Linked DNA regions of Gossypium arboreum: region 2 is linked to region 1. The links are chromatin contacts, called in public Hi-C maps. All regions are on one chromosome and are shown on one strand. The core of a region is the stretch at or near the end of the contact, and the rest is flanking DNA. Distances in the headings are between cores, read along the strand shown. Region 1 holds the start of LOC108470822 (protein ROOT PRIMORDIUM DEFECTIVE 1). Region 2 holds the start of LOC108470552.

Region 1 (2,960 bases), core at 274-2,773:
AAACCTTACAAAACCTATGCTCCATAGTATCATTGGGGAGGGAAGATGAGACTTTCGCCCTTCATATCATATTATTATTATTATTATTCTGCTGTAAATCTAAATAACTCGTAGATTCTTGATTGGTTTTACTATTACTTCCAAAAGAGAAATTAGAAGTTTTGCCTTTGTTTATACTCGTGAAGGGATACGGATAATGGAGTTTGGGGAGAAAGTCACGAATTTGTGTAGCTTGTATATATGTATATGTCAACGATGGCGGTATGGCCATTGATTTTAATAAGTTGTTCAGTTTACATTTAATGAAATGTGTAATCGAATCCATCACTTACTCAACTTCATATGATATTTACGATAGATTTGGTCGAGTTTCTTCGTTCTATAATTTAAGATTTATCGCATGTTCTCGTTATATATATATACACTTGCGATATAGCATGAATGTTTCATGAATAAAACCTTGCCCAACTGGAAAATTATTTGACATTAGCAAAAGGTGACGCATATTTTTAGAAAATATATATGAAAGCCCGTAAATTAAGATTTAATTTCGCTTATTTAATGTTTTGAAAAAATATCATAAAGAATGTCCGAAAAGAAACCCTTTTTCAGTTACCCATAATAACATTTTTCCCCCTTCAATTTTATAAAAATAATTATTTAACTCTTTATTTTAAGGTTATTTAACAAAAAATGTAAATTTAAGAGCTAAAAGAGGTAAAAAATTAAATAGAGGGCTAAAGTAATTTTTTTTTTATAAAGTTGAAGTAGACTTGTTCATAGGCTAGGTTATCTATTCAGGCCCGAAGGTTCGCTTAAAATTTAAGAAGATTTGACTAAAAATATTAAGCTTGAAAAATAGATTTGAACAAAAAAATTAAGCGCGTTTAAAATATGAGTCAAGCTTGGGCCTTAAATTTCAAGTCCAAGCCTGACCGGTTTTAAGTTTATAATATTTTATATTATGTTATTTTTATATATTATATAATTTAGAATACATTAAAAATAAATTTATACTAAATATATAATATTACTTTAATGTAAACATTAAAATAATGTTAAGATAACTATATACAAATTTTCAATAAATAAAAATGTATCAAGTTATTAAATATTAAAATAATATAATATAAATATTTTTAAAAATTAAAAATAATATGAATGTGACTAAAATGGGTTTGAGTTAATTTTTACAAATATTAGTAGGTTTTAGCAAAAATTTAAACTTAAATTTTAGGTCAGACTAGGCTTAGATAAGCATAAAATATATTAATATTGTGTTTAGGTCCAACCGAAATTAAACCGACTCGAGCACCCCTAAAATTTTTTATTTTTTGGTTCAGTTAAACAACTAAAGTTATCTTTTGCAATGCGGTTTAGTCATTTATATTCTTAAATTTTCTAATGATGGAAAATAAATGGTAGGAGGCTCAATCAATTTTTTCTTTTTTACATTAAAGGACTGAACTGCTTTTCAGAAGATAACATTAGGTCCTAATCTAGATTAAAAAAACTTTAAGATCTAAAGTGAGAAAATTGGTATAGTTGAAGGACTAAATTAAGCATTAACCGTAAAATGAACCATACCGGAATCACCCACCCATGACCCAACAAAAAAAAAAAAAAACCGGACTTCCTGGACTGCCGAGACGCCTCTCCGTTCTGCTCTACAGATATTTGATTTCCCCAAACCCTAAATATCCACTGTGGCCACCCTTTCCTCAGGGGCTGTAACCGAGCAACCGACGCCTGCCACTTTACCCAGCAGCCAACTCACTCGCCAGCTACCGTGAGTCTTAGGGAAATTTATCTTCTATTACATTTTAATTTGGGTAGTTCATATGTGCTTTATTCATTAACTGGCCTGGAATTCGGATTTTCGATTTAGATTAAGAATTTACATGCTTTCCTAACTATGGGTTGCTGCTGATGTCAATTTTATATAACTGGTTAGCAAGTATGTGAGATTTTTCATGTTTTTTGGTTTTGGTTTGTTTAAATTTACTTTTTATTTACAATTTATCATGTACATCGTGTTAAATTTTAGAAATTGTTTTAGCTTCAGAAAGGTATCAATTGGTTTTCCAAGTTTTTTTTTTTTTATTACTTTATTAACATTTTATCATGCACATTAGGTAGGCATTGTTTAGTTACAAAAAAGCTTTTTGGTGAAGGAAGCTTGTGAGACTAGTTGAGAAGTTCTCTAGGTCTTGAAAGCATGATCTTTTTGAAAAGTGTAAGGTGCAATGGAATATTATTTGGACCATTCAATTCATTTTCTCAAAGGAGATGGAAAAAACCAATTGTTTCAGCTCAGACTCGCCTAGAATCCAGAACTAAAGATTTAAAACTAGACAAGCTCATGATGCACATTAACAAACTCAAAACCATCCTTAACATCCACCAGCTTATGGCCCAGCGAAAGCGTGGTCCCTTTGTCTCTGTGCAACTGATGTCACGATGGAGAAACATTGTCGGTCTGAATGTGGGCATGGGTGAATTTCTTCACAAATATCCACATGTCTTTGAGTTATTTGTACACCCCCTTAGGAGGAATTTATGCTGCAAGATAACTCAGAGAATGCGAGATTTGATTGACGAGGAAGAAAAAATTGTCAAAGAATATGAACCTGAATTGGTGCAAAAGGTAAAGAAACTGCTCATGATGTCAAAAAATGGGACACTTCATGTCCATGCTTTGAGGTTAATTAGGAGAGAACTTGGCTTGCCTGAGGATTTCAGAGATTCTATTTTAAGAACACATTCAAAGGATTTTAGGTTAGTTGATTTGGAAATTGTTGAGCTGGTTGACAGGAATGAGAGTTTGGCCAAGGCTGAAGTTGAAAAATGGAGAGAAAAAGAATATGTAGATAAATGGTTGAGTGAGTTTGAGACAAGTTATGCATTTCCCATTAATTTTCCAACAGGGTTTAAGATAGAGGGAGGTTATAGAGAGAAAT
Region 2 (2,960 bases), core at 205-2,704, 370 kb after region 1:
AAACCCCAAAGTCGTGCATTCTCCTTGCTTTTTCTTTCTTTTCTTTGATTAATTTTGCATGTATCCTCTTTATTTCTTTTTCTTTCTTTTATAATAATAATCATTATTATTAACTTTATATTATAACATTTATTATATATATACATGCATTACACTTAACCATAACCAGCCACCTATACAAAATCATTAATTAAGTGGCATAATTGCTACTTAGCCCCTTTAGTTTATAATTCAACTTTTAACCCTTACATGATTTAGTTCTTGTACTTAAAGGCTCCTAATTTCATGAAATTTACTTAACCAGAATCTAATTCGCTACTAACTAACCTCGTAAATATTTAATAAAAATATTTACTAGTTTGTTTCACGGGAAGGGAGTTCTGAATCTCACTTTTCGACACCCCCGACTATCGAATTCGTTACATACCTTAAATTCTTGAAAATAAAAATAGAGGAATAAATTTCAAAAATTTGAAGAGTACATGTTCTTATGGCATATTTTAACTTTTATTCTATAAAAATTTATCATTAATATATTTATAATTGTAATATATATATTTATTATTAAAATATTAATATAAATATTTTTCAAAGAATATTATTTTAAATTTAAAAGTATTATTTTTAAAATAAAATTTTAATATTATGCAATTTATTAAAATAATAAATTATATTAACAATATTAATAATTTATTATATTATTAAATATAAATAATTAAATATGTATGTTTAATAATATTAAAAATTATAATATTTCATATTGATATTTTAATATTTTAAATATTTTAAAAAATAAAAAAATATTATTAGTATAAAAATATTAGGTTTGATTCAAAATTAATTTTTATATAAAAATAAAATTACTCTTTTTTTCTTCAAAAATGACTTATCTTCTTAAAAATGAGCAAGTTATTTTATAGGCTTATTTTCCATTGATTTGTAAATTATTTTCGTTAGTCAAGTTTTTATGAAATAAATACAAAAATAATTTAAAAATTTTTTCGACAAGTTACTTTTTATGAAACAAACTAAGCCTAAATAGATTAGTAATGCAACTAGGGATGGCAAAATCCAAACTGCTCAATAGAATTCTAACCGCTTTGAATGGAGTGAATTTTTTCTTTTGGATAGTAGGTATAGAACGGTTATGGTAATTGTTTGCCCTACCCCTACCTACTTTACTATACAAAATTATCATTTTATCCTTATATATATAAACTATTAAAATGATAAAATGTAATATCGAAATATAGAAAAAATCATTTATATTTATGTTTAAATATTTATTAAAAACTTATGTTTAAATATTTATTTAATTTAAAAAATTAAAAATGTAAAAATTAAATTGAAATGAAACGCGAGAATATATAAGCAATAATAGACAATAATTTTTAAAATTATGTATCCGTAATAAAACCAATAAAACAATAATAAATTGAACAATATCTATTGTGGCTACGCCCCATTCCCAACATACCCCATTCTCACCCACCCCTGTTTACCACGCTAACCTTTTCCCACTAAAATTTCAAAACCCCTTCGAAACTGAGCTTGAGTTGAGCCCACTTCATAATTAAAACCCAAAATCAAAATAAACACACATAAAATCCCCTGCCTTAACCCTTACTAATCTAATCCTCAATTATCATTTCTGGGAACGCGTCCTCACCCTTTCTCTTTCTCTCTCTTTCTTATCATTTTGTTTGATTTGTTTTCTGTTCCATCCCAAATCCGTAACAGCTTGACCAGATCGGAGGAACTGAGTGGCAGGAGCGGGGAGGTTGAGCATGGCCACAGCGTCGTTTAACAAGATCGAAAGGGCCCACCAGATGTATAGAGAAGGGAGGTACAACGAAGCTCTGTGTTACTACACCGAGGCGCTGGCTGTTGCCAAACCGAAGCCTCAGAAGATCGCTTTGCACAGTAACAGAGCCGCTTGTTACTTGAAATTACATCATTTCAAAAAGGTTTCTCTTTTCTCTTTTTTATTCTTTTTCCTTTTATCATTACATTGGTTTGCCTTTGATTTTACCTATTGGGTTTTACTTTTCAGTAGTTTTTAGTAATTATCGTGTTTCAGATTGGACTTTCCGGACTTCGGGAATATCGAATTTTTTTTTTATTTTACTGTTTTATTTCGACATTTTCATGGGTTTAATATAATAATTTCATGGACGAAAGCTGCTTTGTTGGGGGGCGGGTTTATTTATCTGTTTTTAATGGATTAAAATGAAAATGTAAAGTAATTTTGGCTCTCTTTTTTTTTCTTTTTTTTCTTTTTCTTCTTCTTTTCATATAATTTAGCTGGGATGTTATGTGTGTCCTATTTTCAGTACTCTTAATTGGATGTTCTTTTCATTTTTTAGAAAAGCTTATTTAGAAGGTGAAATTTTCTTTCACCATAATTTTAGTAAGGTTGTGATATTTTAGTGATCTCAAGAATAGAGAGGGAACGGGACGAGCGGGAACCGTGAGTAGATAACAAGGTTCTTTGTTTTATTAGACTATTTCAATAGAAATAATTGTTGAAGATAATATTAATTAAAAAAATCCAGGTTTTTAATTTGTGGCAGAAGTTCTTGTTTTGATACTTTTGCTTTTACTCTAGATTCTAATAAGAATCAGTGTTTGTTTTAATGGTGCATTCTACTACTTTTGCTAGGGTCATATCTTGCGGAAGATCATGTTGAAAAACTGATAAACAAATTCTGTTTTCTTCTACCTGTTTCTTTATATGTTTGGCATCTTAAAGCGCTTTCACTATTCATGGAATGCATGCGTATTGGGTTTTCCATTTTACTTTAATGCACAGAAACTGTTATCTGTAAACTTATGTTGTTAATTCAACCTTAGGCAGCAGAAGAATGTACCTCAGTTCTTGAGCTTGACCATAAGCACACTGGAGCTCTGATGCTACGAGCGCAAACACTAGTCACACTAAAGGAGTACAATTCAGCTCT

The links. A called contact is a pair of places that touch in the nucleus more often than the background predicts.
Region 2: a Hi-C map of leaf shows a contact between it and region 1, with 2.8 times the contacts expected there. The contact joins the promoter of LOC108470552 here to the promoter of LOC108470822 in region 1. A contact is called at or near these places in 2 of 5 Hi-C or Micro-C datasets (both in leaf).

The regions. Positions count from the first base shown.
Region 1 is chr1:106,259,870-106,262,829 of ASM2569848v2, forward strand. It overlaps LOC108470822 (protein ROOT PRIMORDIUM DEFECTIVE 1), which reads left to right and starts at 1,524. Exons shown (of 3, transcript XM_053029955.1): 1 at 1,524-1,789; 2 at 2,136-2,960. The coding sequence starts at 2,219. It overlaps LOC108472551 (probable LRR receptor-like serine/threonine-protein kinase At1g56140), which reads left to right. Exons shown (of 24, transcript XM_053022676.1): 24 at 1-368. The coding sequence ends at 49.
Region 2 is chr1:106,633,138-106,636,097 of ASM2569848v2, forward strand. It overlaps LOC108470552, which reads left to right and starts at 1,455. Exons shown (of 3, transcript XM_017771902.2): 1 at 1,455-1,967; 2 at 2,854-2,960. The coding sequence starts at 1,788.